Linked DNA regions of Mus musculus: regions 1, 2, 4 and 5 are each linked to region 3. The links are chromatin contacts, called in public HiChIP or PLAC-seq, Micro-C and promoter capture Hi-C maps. All regions are on one chromosome and are shown on one strand. Each heading gives the region's core, a stretch centred on a gene start, on an enhancer-like site or on the middle of the called end of the contact. The rest is flanking DNA. Distances are from core to core; before and after follow the strand shown. Region 1 holds the start of Snapc3 (small nuclear RNA activating complex, polypeptide 3). Region 2 has its middle 8.0 kb from the start of Gm46886. Region 3 holds the start of Zdhhc21 (zinc finger, DHHC domain containing 21). Region 4 holds the start of Psip1 (PC4 and SFRS1 interacting protein 1). Region 5 holds the start of Ccdc171 (coiled-coil domain containing 171).

Region 1 (2,700 bases), core at 30-2,529, 560 kb after region 3:
TTCTGGTCCTCCTGCCTCTCCCTTGCAAGTGCTGGGATTATTGATCCCAGGACTTCATGCATGTGAGCCAAGTATTTTATCAGTTGAGCTGCAGCCCAGTCCATCCAATGAGTTTCAATAAATAAAATATATAATATCCATGCAATACAATTAAATTCAACCAAAAAGGGGGGGGGGATGAAGTACTGAAATTTGCTGCAAAGTAAAAATATTGTACAATATTATAGAAACCTATTGTAAAGGTCATATATGATTACATTTATATTACATGTAGAAAATAAACTGGGTGTGGTGGGACATACCTTTAATCCCAGGACTCAGGAGGCAGAAGCGGCTGTGAATTCAAGGCTAGACTGTTCTACGTAGTGATATCCTATTTCAAAAAGCCCAGATAGCAAACCTTTACAGACGTAAAGCCTGAAAAGTGTTGGCTAAAGTTGGAAGGATTGGGAGTCATAACTAAAAGCAACCTTTTCACGAGTGGTGAAAATGTTCTTAAACTAATGGTTGCCCCATTGTGAATATACTAAAAGCCACTAAAGGAATAGTTCCAATGGCTGAATTATACAACATGTGTCACAGGACAATCATACAAGCCAGGGATTGTTCAGCACACCCTGCTATGATATTTGGAACAGCTGAGCGATGGCCAAGCTTCAGAAACATCTAGGCTCACTGGGTTTCAAGCTACTTCCATTTCCTAGTTTACCGGTTTACTCCTTTAACAATCACATTCGGCTCTCTCCCCGGAAAAGTGGTGACTTTTCAAAATATATACATATGGCTAAGAATGAATTTGTGTGTTGCATAGCCGACGTTCGATAAGCTCTATCGTGCAGGTAGGTATACAAAGGCACGCATACAAACACACACCGTGCCTTTCAGAAGATTCTGGACGAACCAGTCTCAGTGCCCCTTGTCCTTCAGGATTCTCTCTAGGATAGGAGGAACCGCAGAGCAGCTCGCAAAACCAGTGGACAAAAGTCCCGCCCCTACGAACCAGATTTGAGAAAACTATGAGATGGGGACCCAATGATTGAGTCTTTAGGTAATTGTGGGTCCCAATACCAGATCAGCTCGGAACACAGCGAGCCGCACAGCCCTCGGACAAGTCCAGAGAACAATGCATCCAGCCCGGCCCACAGCGACCGAGCCGCGCCCAGGCGGTAGCCAGCCTGCTGGGAAATGTAGTTTCTGAAGCACAGCTCGCGCAACCGCCCGCCACCCCGGAGCTCTGCAAAACTACAAATCCCGTCACGCCCCGCGACGCCCTCTCGCCAGCTTTTGCCGGAAGGGATCGTGGCTGACATGGCGGAGGACCTGCAGGGCGGCGGTGCGGGTGGCCCACAGCACCCAGTCCCCAGTGCGAGCCACAGCAGCTTTCCGGAATACGAGCTTCCCGAGTTGCACACGCGCGTGTTCCATGTGGGCTCCTTTGGGGAGCTATGGCGTGGCCGGCTAGGGGCCCAGGATTTGTCGCTGAGCGAACCGCAGGCAGCCGAGCAGCCGACCGACGGAGGGGCATCCAACGACGGCTTTGAGGATGCTGCAGTAGCCAGCGATCTGGGCTGCAGTCTGGAGGCAGCAGCAGAGCTGAGGGTCGTGTGCGGGTGAGTGTGCGGCTTCGGGGTTTTGCGTGGATCCCGCAGGGCTCAGCCTCGTCCCTGCGCTTCTCGGAGACCCTTAACCTTCGTCCCCCTAAACCCTTTCCGGAAGGCCGGAAGAGATCCTTGGGTCCAAAAGCACTTTCCTGAGGGGTGGATCCAGTAACGGGACACTACAAATGCACGAAAGACTTCTATTCTTGATCTTTAAAGTGCTTGTTGAAGTAACAGCGGTATATATCTGTCATTGATATTTGGACAATGGAAGTACCTGAGGATGGAGGAGACTTAAACAGAGCCGGGTTGAAACCTTTATTAACCGTGGTTTCTAGCGGTCCTCATGAAAATGTTATTACTAAAATTTCCCTAAAAGTTTCTTACCTGGAAATAGAAATACAAAAACTAACTTGTAGCGGTCCTTCTCCTTTTGACAGTACTGGCTGTCCTCAAATGAACATACACCCTTTTCGGTATAACACTGGCACAAAAACCATTGTCTTGAATTCTGGCCTCTTTTGAGCTGCCTGCTGGATTTCATAAGACTTAATTATTCAATGATGTATTTAGGACAAGCTCTGACCCGCTGTTGAAAAATGCATGGCTGATCATAAATCGTTGCTTTTCCTTTCTCCCTTTCCCAACCTCCCTTTCTCTAAGCCTTGATAAACTGAGATGCCTCGGGGAAGATGAAGACCCGGAAGTCATCCCAGAGAACACTGACCTAGTGACTTTATGGTATGAGTTTTGTTTTGTTATATGCTATTTGTTTTGGTGCTGGAGATGAAACACGACCTACCACTAAACTACAGTTAGTCTTTCTGCTGTTTATCTGAACACTCTGAATGTTTTACTCCACCACTTAAAATTCAACCATTAGTTTGGTGTCCTGGCTTTTGGCTGTAATCCCAGCCCTCGGGAGGCTGAGTCAAAACTGATGTAAGTTAGAGGTTAGCCTTAGCTACCTAGTGAGTTCAATGATAATTGATGACTGGTTGTTGTTGTGGTGGTGGTTGTTGTTGTTTTAAACATTTGGACATCCTTTCTTTGGCTCTGTGGCTCTGTGGCTCTGTGGCTCTGTGGCTCTGTGGCTATGGGA
Region 2 (2,700 bases), core at 18-2,517, 930 kb before region 3:
AGAAAGGAAATCTTATCTATCAAAGCTACCAGCTGAAAACTAGAAATAAGTTATTAAAACATCAATGAGAATTTTTTTCTGTTTGCTTTGTTTGTATGTTTTATAGGATGTAACGCCCTTTCTCCTCTATTGCAAACTCTATACCCAGTCCTTTCTCACATCATTCAGCATGTGTGCATGTGTGTATGTATGTTTTTAATGAAACCACAGTTCACTTACAGTGCTTATTTCTGAGTCATGCAAAAGCCATCGAAGTCCTTTAAGGTCATGTGCTCCTGGAAGCATCAAGAAGAACAAGTTTCCTATACTCCTTAGAGTACTGGACACACTTAAATGCTTAATACACTTCAAATAACAAAATCAGTACACTTCATAAAATAAGCACATAAGATATACAAAGATTTGGCTAGCTTCAGTAAACTATGGGGTCCCTGTATCTCCTATATTTTCTCTTGTGTGTTCTCCAACTGTTGTTTAATGAACCCCATTCAGAGACTTCAGAGGAACGGGCTGTTTTATAAGGCAGTGGATGAATCCCTTTCTTGCCCTTGAACTTGTTAAGCTCTCCAACTTCTACTGCTTTGTCTGGCAGGCTGCTCCCCATCCTAATGACTTTTTGCAAGCAACAGAACCTCCTGGATCCAGCACGCTGCCCTGCCACATCTGCTACTAGGCAAACTTACTTCTGCAGCCAATGACTGGAGGCTTCTTCGCTCACTCTCTGTCTCTTTTTATGAAGTTTCCTGCACATAGCAATAAAAAGAAGGAAGAGGGCATGAAGGGGAGAAAGAGATAATGAAGATAGTGAAGAGGAGAGATGAAGAGAGGGGAGAGGGAGAGATGAAGGGGGAATGGGGAGAAAGAGAAGGAGATGGAGAAAGAGAGAGAGAGAGAGGCTATAAATATGGGCCAGTACCTAATTATAATTCAAGACATCCACAATTTAATAAAAACAAGTCCTCCAGAATGCAGCCATAAGGAAAGAGTTTCCACAATCTGTTCATCTGCATAATTAGTGATTGAGGACCTGGGAACAGTTGGAACATTGCTGAGGAAGGCCCAGGTCACATTATTGATAACATAAATAACAAAGATACAGATTTCCCCAAACTACAAACATCAGAATGTAACTAACAACAACCTAATAGGAGCACAGAAAACAAACAGAAAGCAGATAAACTCTGGAGCCGGGCGGGCACAGACTGCAGTCAAGAACATCACTCATCAGGCTAAACACCCTCAGGTTCCTTAGTCACCTAAAAACACGAGAACAGGAAGTCCTCATTAACAGTGCTTTCTGCAAAGGGTGTGTGACTACAGCTGTGAGTACACACGTTCCTTCGTACAGCAGACACACAGACTTTATGCTTTACACATGGGAATACACTTCATTTTGAAGAAGAAGAAAAAAAAGAGCCTGGCATTGCTAAGCTAGACACTGTTATTTAATATGCTGCCCAGGGAGAGGTGCATTTGAACTCAGCAGACTTCTATATAAAGGACTGTTATGTACCTTGAATAGCTTTAGGATGAATCAACCACTCTTCTCCATTATAAAACTATGCACTTCTTATCTTGAAAAGGGCTCTGAGAGAGAGGAGAGCAGAGTGTGGTCTACTCCGCTATCCATCCACTGCATTTCCACTTCTTCCCTTAGGACTGAGATGCACCGGAGTCAGCAGTATTTGGAATGAGCTAACAAGAGTCAAAGCACACTGAAAAGGAAGAGAAAGGCAAGACTCATTTCAAGTTCTACGTCTCAAGTACAATCATCGGCTTTTGATTCTAGCATAGGGTTTATATATATAAAGACATAATGTATGAATATCTACAAAACAAATATTAGCTACAGAGAGGTCACAGGTCATAGATCCGCTGAGCATGCATGACCTGAGAGTCCCAGAGAACCCACATTAAGACGTGCGTGTGTAAACATAAGCCATAGCCTGCAAATGCCAATGCTTTGTGCCTTCAGACAGAGTGAGCCTTTTGCTGTGTGAACAAAGAACTGTGTGTGAGCCCAAGTAGCATAGGTGCCAGCATAAGAGACAAGGAAAGAATGTGCAGTGTACATACCTCTGTCATGCACGACTGTCCCGAGGGGAAACACATGAATAGTTTCTACTTTTAACAATAGAAATGAAAATAGTCATACTTTTTTTAAAAAGTGCATGTGGCTTTATGCTTTCAGGCTCTGAAAACCACATGCATACCTGTGGTTTTGAAATATCCTTAGGACAGCAGTGGGGACGATCTTGTCTAACTGGATGAATGAGATGAAAGAAAAGCTTGTCCTTTCACTGGGAAATTAAGCCATTCATGTAGAACTGTAATAATTGTACGTTTCCTTATAGGGCAGGAGGCCTTGAAAGCCTAAACTTGCTGTTATTCAAAAAGGGAAAGCTATCAGGAGGCTTTGCACTCTGAATTAAGCAATGCATGGTTAACCTATGAAATACTTCTGTTCCATGAGTTCTTGGCCAGCTTGTTCGACTCACTCTGCTTGCTCCTATGAGCCTTATGTTCTTCTAAGGTCTGGAGTTAATGGGTAAGTAAGGCAGACAAGATATCCCTGCTCCAGGCAACTCAAGAACCTGTGAGAAAGCACTCACAGGCTGGTGCTTCACCAGTCCTGACCTTCTGGAAGTGAAACTGAGGGGCTACGACTCTGAGGTGGTAAAATCCTGCTGTCTCTGGGCA
Region 3 (2,700 bases), core at 135-2,634:
TTTTTTTTTTTTTTTTTTTTTTGGTCATGAGGTAAATGTTCACCGTGGATCCTCCTCACCATGTCAAAAGGGTGTTAAGTTAAAAGCAGACATTTCCCAGACAGACATGAGAAAGCTTGAAAGATCACCGCTTAGAAAAACGTAGCCTGGCTACCTAGTTGTATAGATGAGAAAATAACACTGGATCCCTGGCCTACCCATGACCCCATAGCTGGATAGTACAGAAACCAAAAGCGAATCTGGCTTTTCTGTCTTCAACTCCAAACTGTATCTGGTTTTTTTTTTTTCCCCCAAATGATTTCATACCACTTCTCCTCTTCAAAAGCCTTACTACTGAGAGGGCACAACTAAGGTGGCAACAGGGTACCCTCTGAACTTTATCCGTGGATCTCAAGCTCTGGAAGAACTTAATGAGATACTGCACCAAACCCTTTCATCTAGGAATGGCACACACTAAGCAGTCATCAAATGGTAACGGCTATCATTATCTTTTACCACAAAGTAGGGAGTGAATTTGGGGTCGGGGGGGGGAGGGTGAGGGGTATGCATATTAGCAGTGGGTGGAGGACCCATTGGACAAGTCTTTTAAACTTACACTTAATTACCCTTATTTGCCCTTATTTTGGGCTGAAACTTTACACTGATTTATGACCCACCCACAATGACCTTGATTTTTACCCAGCCCCTCCTGTACTTTTATGAACTGCTATATTGCAGTATTTTCAAGTAATGACCGGCCAGGTCCTCTTAGCCCTGGAGATACAAACATCTTCCACTGACTCATACGGTATCTTAAAATGTGACCCAAATACATCTCGAGAAAAGACCATAAATTTTAAACGACCAGCGCAGGTTACGTTCAGCGAGTGATTACAGGGAATGGTAACAAGTGCAAAGTGCTGCCATGCGGAAAGCCATTTTCTCAAAACAGCCGGTGCGGCCGGCCGAGGGAGAGGAGGGAGAAGGTCAATGGAGGTGCACGGTTTTCTCCCAGAGGGTCCTCTGCAGCTCCGCACCAGCGACCTCGAAATGAATGAAACGCTCGGTCACGCCGACAGCCCGGGCCCCGGGGGTGCAGGGACGCCAGAGTCCCGGGGAGAACTCGGCGGATTTCTCTCCCCACCCCAGCCCATTCAGGGCCGCGGTCTCCGGGAGGGATGCTGCATGGCAGGTGCGGGACCGCCCGCCGGCCCACACTCACCGCCGCCCGCTCCGCCGCTTTCCACTCGGCTCCGCGCCTCCGCCGCCCAGGCCGGGCCGCAGTCCCCTTCCGCTTCCGGGAGCCGAGGCGCCGGGACCGGCCGAGTGGGTGTCGGCATGCCCGCGCGCCCGCGCGGAGGCACGGCCGCCGTCGCCCTCTCCGCTTCGCGCCCCGGAGCTGCGATGGGAGCCGCCGAGGGCCGAAAGACCTGAAAGCGCTCGCAGCCCAGCGCTGCGCCCGGCCTACCTTCGTCTAACCTACCTGTGCCTCCCCGCCCTGCATCCCGGCCCTGCCCAGGCGGCCGCACACGCGTGTCCCCACACCCTCCCTGCCTAGGACCAGCCTCAGCCTTAAGCAGTGCTCGCTTCCTCCTTCTGTCGGGGAACAGGCCTCTCTCCCCAGTGACAGCTATGGATTTTCCAATGTTACCTTGCTTCAAAATTTAGTCTGCAACATTGACATCTTCTGGGATTCTGGAGAGAATGCAGTCTCAGGCCTGCTCATTCCGTACCTGAATTTTAATTCAGGATCTGGAGGTGACACCTATCAGTGCACCCCAAAGCAGCAGTGTTCATCTTTAGGGCCTTCAGACCCTCTTTTGGGATACCCCAGCCATTGGAGGTTTTTCCAATTCTTGTTGGCAACCTAAATCCGCATTCAAATCATTTTTAAATGCATTTCAGATAATCTCTATAAATTGTCAGCGCTCCAATCAGTGACACCTAGGAAAAAAAATTAATGAACGCAACAGCTCAAATAACCCATCTCCCAATCTAAGCTGTTATCCTCACAAACGCCTGAGATACAATAATATAATATAAATATAATAATATAATATAATATGTTATATTATATATAATATAATAATATAGCTTTTTGCACGTCACTCCTAAATAGTGCCGTGGAAAAGTTTATACTGTATGGAGATAGCTGGTTATGCCTACATGTCCCAGAAGAAGATCATGTGTGGATGGGAGAGGAATTCCCTGCTGTAGGAAGTCTGTACTTCTTGTTGAATGGTATTGAGAGCCTTCCAGAACAAACTGTTCCCGGTGGTACCTGTTACTCAGGTCCTGGGACGACAGCTGTACTAACTCTAAAGTTACCTTCAACTAGCTTGTTCCATTTCCTGACAAATCCCCTTAATTTCATTCCCCTTAAAAAAAAAAAATCTTCTACTTCCCCACTGATAGGGGCAGGATAGGAAGACAAAGAAAACAAGGGAGTGTGGGAAAGGGGGAGGCCTCTCACGCGGAGACCTAGCTTTCCTCCTGGCTGTGTGTCAAGAAACATCAACACAACCACTAAAGCCAAGGCTGTCTCCAAGATAGTGCTCATTCTTCCCTCTACATCTCAAACAACAGTGTCACAGTCACTGTGGCAGCTACTCAGGGCCAGGGTGATTGCAGCCTTGACTTTAACCCTGTTAGCAGTACTCTCTCAACTCTAAATCTAAACAGAAGCCTCATAAAACCACCTGACAATCTTCTTTACAAAAG
Region 4 (2,700 bases), core at 102-2,601, 630 kb after region 3:
CTGAAAATGGAGCTCGGCTGTTTAATGTAACATCTTGAGCCCTTAGGACTTCTCCAGTTAGGTTAATCCAGTGTCCGGTCTACTTCTCCCTTTGGCTATGGAGAACAAAAAATGGAAAACAACATCTTCAAGGTCATAAAGCCAAAGACTGTGAATCTAAAGATCCAAATGAGCCGCCAACTGCAAATCGGTACGAAGCAACCTAAACCACAGCTGACATGCAAGGGCTTGGAGTCTGCATTTTTCGTTGACGCTTTGTATTTTGTTCAAAATTCCAAATTTTAAGGAAATGTCATGATTTCAACTCACAAAAATCCTACTTGATGATTTCGCCTCAATGAAACGTTAATTGAATGTCATCCCCAAAAACTGCTATATAGAACACCTGTCAGAGACTCAAAAAGGGAAACCGCCGCGGATATGAAGGAAAACCTAGAATTTTACAATTGTACGTGAGTATACAGAAAAAAAAAAAAAGAAAGAAAGCTAAAATGAAAGGTTCCAAGTAACGGTAAAGAGAAAAGGAGAGGAAGGACTGAAAGGAAGCCGAGAAGAAACGATGGGAGGCAGGCCGCACCGCTACACCGGGGCTACAAATCACTTACTCGAGCTGGCCAATGAGGATAACCTTTCATCTTGGCGAAGATGAGGTCTCCAGGTTTGAAATCGCGAGTCATGTTTGAGGGGCGACGCCGGGAGTCCCAAGACCAGAAGGGGGAGCAGCGCAGCCGCGATCAGGAGATGCGAGAGCACAGACGCGAGCTGGGACTGGCGGGCCCGCGGGCGGGGGAGGATGCCTCGGGGTGTCCCGACGCGCCTGCGAGGGACAGCAGGGAGGGCGGTTAAAGCGCAAACCCCAGGGAGGGGCCGCGGGGAGGAGGGCAGGGGGAGGGGAGGCGGCGGAGGGGGAGGGGGAGCCGCCTGCGCGCCTCCTCGGACAGAGCGCGGCCTCGGCCCCGAGCAGCGCCGGGGCCTGCGGTCGCGGCCACCTGAGGCAGGGATGCTGCCCGCCACCCGGCCGCCGGCCTCCCACCCCGGCGCTCCCAGGGCTTTTCCCACGGGCCGCAGCCCACGAGGGAGGGGCGCGGCGGGGAGAGGAGGGAGGCTGCGAGCGCGGCCGCCCGCTTCCCATCCGCGCCGAGCGGGGGCGGGGCGGCTCTCACCTGCCGGGCGGCGGCGCTGGGGCTGCGGGGCGCGCTGGCCGCTCCTGCCCACGTCCACGCCGGCCACCTGCGCCACCAGCTGCCGCAGAGGCGTCTCAACGGCTCCGAGCTGCAACCGCCACCGCCACCGCCACCGCCGCCGATGTCGCTACGCCGCTCCCGCGCGGCTCCCGCTCGGCGCCCGCTAGCGCTGGGCCGTACCAAGTGCTCGCGCAGGCACGGGTGGCGCTACAGCCGCCGAGCGTCGTGGCTCGGGAGCTGAGGGCCTGAGTCCCCTAGAGCCCACAGGTGCCCCTGGTTGCGACCAATTGCAAGCAGATGCCGTGGGAGGGGAGGGAGAGGGGAGGCCCGGAGAGAGGCACGCGGGAGCTGTCCCTCTCCTCCACCCCCCCCACGGCTGGCACAGTGGTCGCGCCCGGCCCGCCCCTGCTGGCTGCTCTGCGTGTGTGTATTTGTATGTGTACTGTATGTAAAAGACGGGGAGGGAGGAAACGATTGTTGTGGACCCGGTTTGGGGGCGGGTATCCGGGCCTGTAGCCCACGGCTGCATGTTTAAGAGAATGTGGCAGCCCAAGGTGCTTGTTCTCGCATCCTTCTCCTTGGTGCGAGTACTGTAGTGCTCCTGCGCAGTTTACATCATCCCCAAAATGAAGAGCTGTGCAAAATCCCAGAGATGAAATTGGAATATGAAGCAGTTGCAGGGTGTGCACCTTGTAGGCCTCTTACACCTCGCAGAATGGGCTTTGCAGTCTCCTTTTCTTGGGACTGAAACATGAGAAAGCCCTATTTCATTTCCCTGATATTTCAACCGCGGAGAACCGTTAACGAAAACACAATCCCATTGAATGCAAAACGTCAAGGATATAAAACAATGACAGAGAAAGCGTAGTTAGCTTGTTAGTTAGGATGTGGATTTGGGCCCAATCTAAATTTTAGCCCTGCACTTAAAATTCTATTTCCCTAGAAAAGTGATATATATGGTGGTAGGTGATACAGGAGAGAAGAGTTACTAACACCTAAATATTTCATCATTTAAAATTCTCTTAAAGGGTATTTAAAGGTGAACTTATTTTTGATCCTTTAGCCAGTGGATGCTTTTAATATTTTGTAATACACCTTCTGAAATGGGTTGACTTTTACGATCTTTACTCTAGCAGAACTAATATTATTTATCCATTAACATCCAGGTTCCCAATAAGTAAGGATGTGGCAAATTAGAAGACATTAAAGTATTAAGAAAAAATAAGTCTTTTGTTTCATCCTTCATTGAATCTCTCCAAAATCCTGTTTAGAATAGAGCACTGTTTGGTGTTGAATATACAGCTAGGAACAAGATTAGGTATTTCCTATATCAAACAGGCTAAAAATATTAAAGATATTAAGAATATTAAAATGTGTAAGCAATAATACTGCTTTAAATAAAGACTCACAGCTGAGACTCAGGAAGAGCTTTGTTTGAATAGGCAAAAATTCAGGGCTTTATTTATAAAAGGAATATTGCATGTCTTTAAAAGGAAATCTGGCACCCCAATGTTAA
Region 5 (2,700 bases), core at 29-2,528, 670 kb after region 3:
AACAAAATCACTTCCCTCCAAACAAAAATCTTTCAAATAACAAAACTAAGCCGTATACAATTTAAAAAAAAACTCTCATCTTCCAGGACTGTCAGGCCACACAGAGAAACCCATGGTGGTGGTGAATGTAATCTTATTTATTGTAATTCTCCATTTGATTCCTAAGTAGAGAGGGCTACTTTTGTTTCCTTCAGTTTGTTTTCGAAGCAGTTATCTCTTCTGGCTAAAGCCTTAAGAAGCAAGGAAAACCTTTTAAAAACCAAACAACTGACCTCAAACCAATTAAAGTTTCTCAGCAGTGCAAGAACCAAAGTTTTAATCTATTTGCTCTTAGGACTGTTAACTTTCCAGAGCGAGAGCAGGCGAGAACCCCAACACCTGGTTCAGGCTGATTACAACCAACCCCGGACAAGTTTAGCATAAAAGGCTCATTTTGTATGAACACTTGTGGAAAGAAGGTAGTGGCGGCAGGGATAAAAACCTTTCATCAAAATCCTGCCATTTCGCATTGTTCTTTAGGGAATAGGCTTTCAAAAGCCAAGGAACAAAAGAGGATTTGCTTTTCCAATCCTCTGAAGCGGCTACAGGGCGAACCAAAGCTCTTTATAAATTGTGGGCGAGGAGGGGGAGGGGCTGAAATCTAGCAGAGATGGAGCTCAAGGCGAGGCTCCAAGGCCTTATTTGCCAATGAATCCGGTTCTGCATTATTTGTAATCAAAGACGCTCAGCAGCATCAGAGCACCGACCTACATTCTATCCACCCAAGCCAAAATACAAAAGAAATCGATGGGAGGAGGAGACTGCAGGAGGAGGGCGCTGAGAGTCTGCCACCTGTGCCGAAGCCCAGGCACTCTCCCTGGGGACCCTGGCATCGGCCGCGGTCCTAGCGGGTTTCTCGGGCCGAGAGCCAGCTAAGAAGACGTTTACAGAGCAGGAACAGGCTGCTGCCCTTTTCCGAGGCTGGAAATGTGCACGCCACTCGGTTGCGGGAGTTCTGAAACAAGGAGAAGGCACAGCATGCCGGCGCTGGAGCGCGCATGGGGTGGAACGCGGCCCCGAGCCACCCGTGTGCTTTGCGCACGCGTACCCCACCCCTGGCGCATGCGCAATATACCCCGCCTGCCGCGGGAGCGCGCGCGGTTGCGGGCCGGCGCTTCTCTTCCAGCGCGAGCCCGCGTTCTCTGAGTACGCGCGTATCCTGGAGCTGGGGCTCGGGCGGCGGGCGGGACGCTGGGGACGCGGAGGCGAGGGGCGGGCCTGCCGGGGCGGGGCCAGGGAGGCGGAGAAAGTCGCGGCTGCCCAGAGCCTCGTCGCGTGTTCCGGGCCCCCGGAAGTGGCCGTTGTAAACTTCACCTCGTAGACTTTCTCCATCCTGGCCCTAGAGTCCATCGGCTTTCCCCAGTTGTCACTCTTTCTCCTGAGAGTTGCCTGACCTCCCACTCACCCCGAGACCTGAAGCTGCCTGGGGGTCGTGGGTGTGCAGGCTGGACCACGCGAGTCCGAGGTAACTGCGGGCTGTGGGTGCAATGGTGACTGGCGCCCGGGACCGGGAGGTGCTGAGAGGAGACTGGGCTTGCAGAGAGGACCCGGCTGAGGGCTGCTAGCTGGTGCTGACACGCCTCCAGCTCAGCCTCCAGCCTCCAGCCTCCAGCTCAATGGCCAGGGCTCTCCGCCCACCTTGAGGAAGCCGAGCATCTTCGCTGTACTCCGAGGACCGGTGGGGACTAGAGTCCTCGGAGCTCTTTGGGATCAGTACCCAAGGATCACTTTTTTTTTTTTCGTGTTTTACCTTCATTTTATTTAAATGCCTACCACACTTTAGGCACCCTACAAACGTTTGATAAGCAAAACAATGAGTTATGCAACTTCTGCCTACCACCCACCTTGGGACTTAGAAAAGTCAGCTGTGAGTTTAAAGCTGAATTTTGCGTACAAGCACACACCCCCCCCCCTTTGACTTTTTAATCATTTACGATATTCATATTAATCAAATACATAACTTAGAGACGATATCAAACAGCTTCTAAGATTTTGCACGTTGATGTTTTATACTTTTCCTAGTATTGGAGAAATGAAACTACCGTTTTGTTATTTGTATTTATCAGTGCTTAGTAACGACCAAACTGTGATAGAGCCGGAAATGCAATCCTTTCCAGTTAAAGGCAGAGGAATGCAGGCAGTGCAGCGGGATTCTAGGGAAAGTGAAGGCGGCTGTTTTAGCTTGGAGCTTGTGTGTAAATCCTGGCTCAGCCATTTATTAGCTGTGACAGGCAAATCACCTGTCGCCTGGACCTTAGGTTCTTTATGTCAAATAAGCAGAGTGGGCTTAGTCTTTCAGGCTCCGTTTACTTTTTGTTTGTTTGAGTTTCTTTGTCTTAGGCGTGTTTTATGGACAGAATCACACATCTCCTTCACCTCTCTTCTTTTTTCAGAGATGGGATGAAAGGTGGTTGAGACTGAACAAGAATCATGGGCACAAAAGTGTTCTGCTATTTGAGCTGCACTCAGCTCTGAAGTGCCCCCTTGCCAAATGAACCGTGTAACTGCTGATAGTCCCACACAGGTGTCACGACTAATGAATGCAAAGCTGCATAGACAAAAAAAAAAAAAAAAAAAAAGTGGATTTAGTGTTAGGGAATCAAGCCCTTTCCTCTCGATGAGTAAAGAAAAAAAAAAATAGCATTTGGTTAGACACCCAAA

The links. Promoter capture Hi-C pulls out the DNA fragments that hold promoters and counts their contacts. Hi-C and Micro-C count contacts between places; a contact is called where the count stands out from the background. HiChIP or PLAC-seq counts read pairs in DNA pulled down with a chosen protein or histone mark.
Region 1: a contact with region 3 is called in a Micro-C map of the G1E-ER4 cell line, with 2.8 times the contacts expected there. The contact joins the promoter of Snapc3 here to the promoter of Zdhhc21 in region 3. A contact is called at or near these places in 5 of 39 promoter capture datasets (the C10 cell line, the HPC-7 cell line, embryonic stem cells and 2 more), 1 of 15 datasets of contacts at CTCF or cohesin (the NIH/3T3 cell line), 3 of 484 Hi-C or Micro-C datasets (the G1E-ER4 cell line, embryonic stem cells and nephron progenitors) and 2 of 115 datasets of contacts at active chromatin or transcription factors (the 230-238 cell line and bone marrow-derived macrophages).
Region 2: a contact with region 3 is called in a FOXA1 HiChIP or PLAC-seq map of pancreatic cancer cells. The contact joins the enhancer-like site here to the promoter of Zdhhc21 in region 3. A contact is called at or near these places in 3 of 39 promoter capture datasets (embryonic stem cells, hippocampal neurons and liver), 2 of 115 datasets of contacts at active chromatin or transcription factors (embryonic stem cells and pancreatic cancer cells) and 1 of 9 other capture datasets (adipose tissue).
Region 4: a promoter capture Hi-C map of pre-B cells shows a contact between it and region 3. The contact joins the promoter of Psip1 here to the promoter of Zdhhc21 in region 3. A contact is called at or near these places in 4 of 39 promoter capture datasets (the C10 cell line, liver and pre-B cells) and 4 of 115 datasets of contacts at active chromatin or transcription factors (bone marrow-derived macrophages, embryonic stem cells, large pre-B cells and 1 more).
Region 5: a promoter capture Hi-C map of pre-B cells shows a contact between it and region 3, with 2.8 times the contacts expected there. The contact joins the promoter of Ccdc171 here to the promoter of Zdhhc21 in region 3. A contact is called at or near these places in 5 of 39 promoter capture datasets (the C10 cell line, embryonic stem cells, liver and 2 more), 1 of 484 Hi-C or Micro-C datasets (the G1E-ER4 cell line), 2 of 115 datasets of contacts at active chromatin or transcription factors (embryonic stem cells and large pre-B cells) and 4 of 9 other capture datasets (adipose tissue, embryonic stem cells, liver and 1 more).

Annotation. Positions count from the first base shown.
Region 1 is chr4:83,416,445-83,419,144 of GRCm38.p6, forward strand. It overlaps Snapc3 (small nuclear RNA activating complex, polypeptide 3), which reads left to right and starts at 1,280. Exons shown (of 9, transcript NM_029949.4): 1 at 1,280-1,610; 2 at 2,262-2,339. The coding sequence starts at 1,309.
Region 2 is chr4:81,924,809-81,927,508 of GRCm38.p6, forward strand. No RefSeq gene overlaps it. Among named protein-coding and RNA genes, the nearest start is that of Gm46886, 8.0 kb to the right of the region's middle. Within about 2 kb of position 1,268, at least 69 of the 459 cell types and tissues checked have an H3K27ac peak or open chromatin away from gene starts, as enhancers often do. A contact at or near this core is called in hippocampal neurons and pancreatic cancer cells, where this site is marked.
Region 3 is chr4:82,858,289-82,860,988 of GRCm38.p6, forward strand. It overlaps Zdhhc21 (zinc finger, DHHC domain containing 21), which reads right to left and starts at 1,385. Exons shown (of 9, transcript NM_026647.4): 1 at 1,202-1,385.
Region 4 is chr4:83,485,112-83,487,811 of GRCm38.p6, forward strand. Psip1 (PC4 and SFRS1 interacting protein 1) reads right to left here and starts at 1,352. Exons shown (of 16, transcript NM_133948.6): 1 at 1,164-1,352; 2 at 606-817. The coding sequence starts at 677.
Region 5 is chr4:83,524,267-83,526,966 of GRCm38.p6, forward strand. It overlaps Ccdc171 (coiled-coil domain containing 171), which reads left to right and starts at 1,279. Exons shown (of 26, transcript NM_001355378.1): 1 at 1,279-1,504.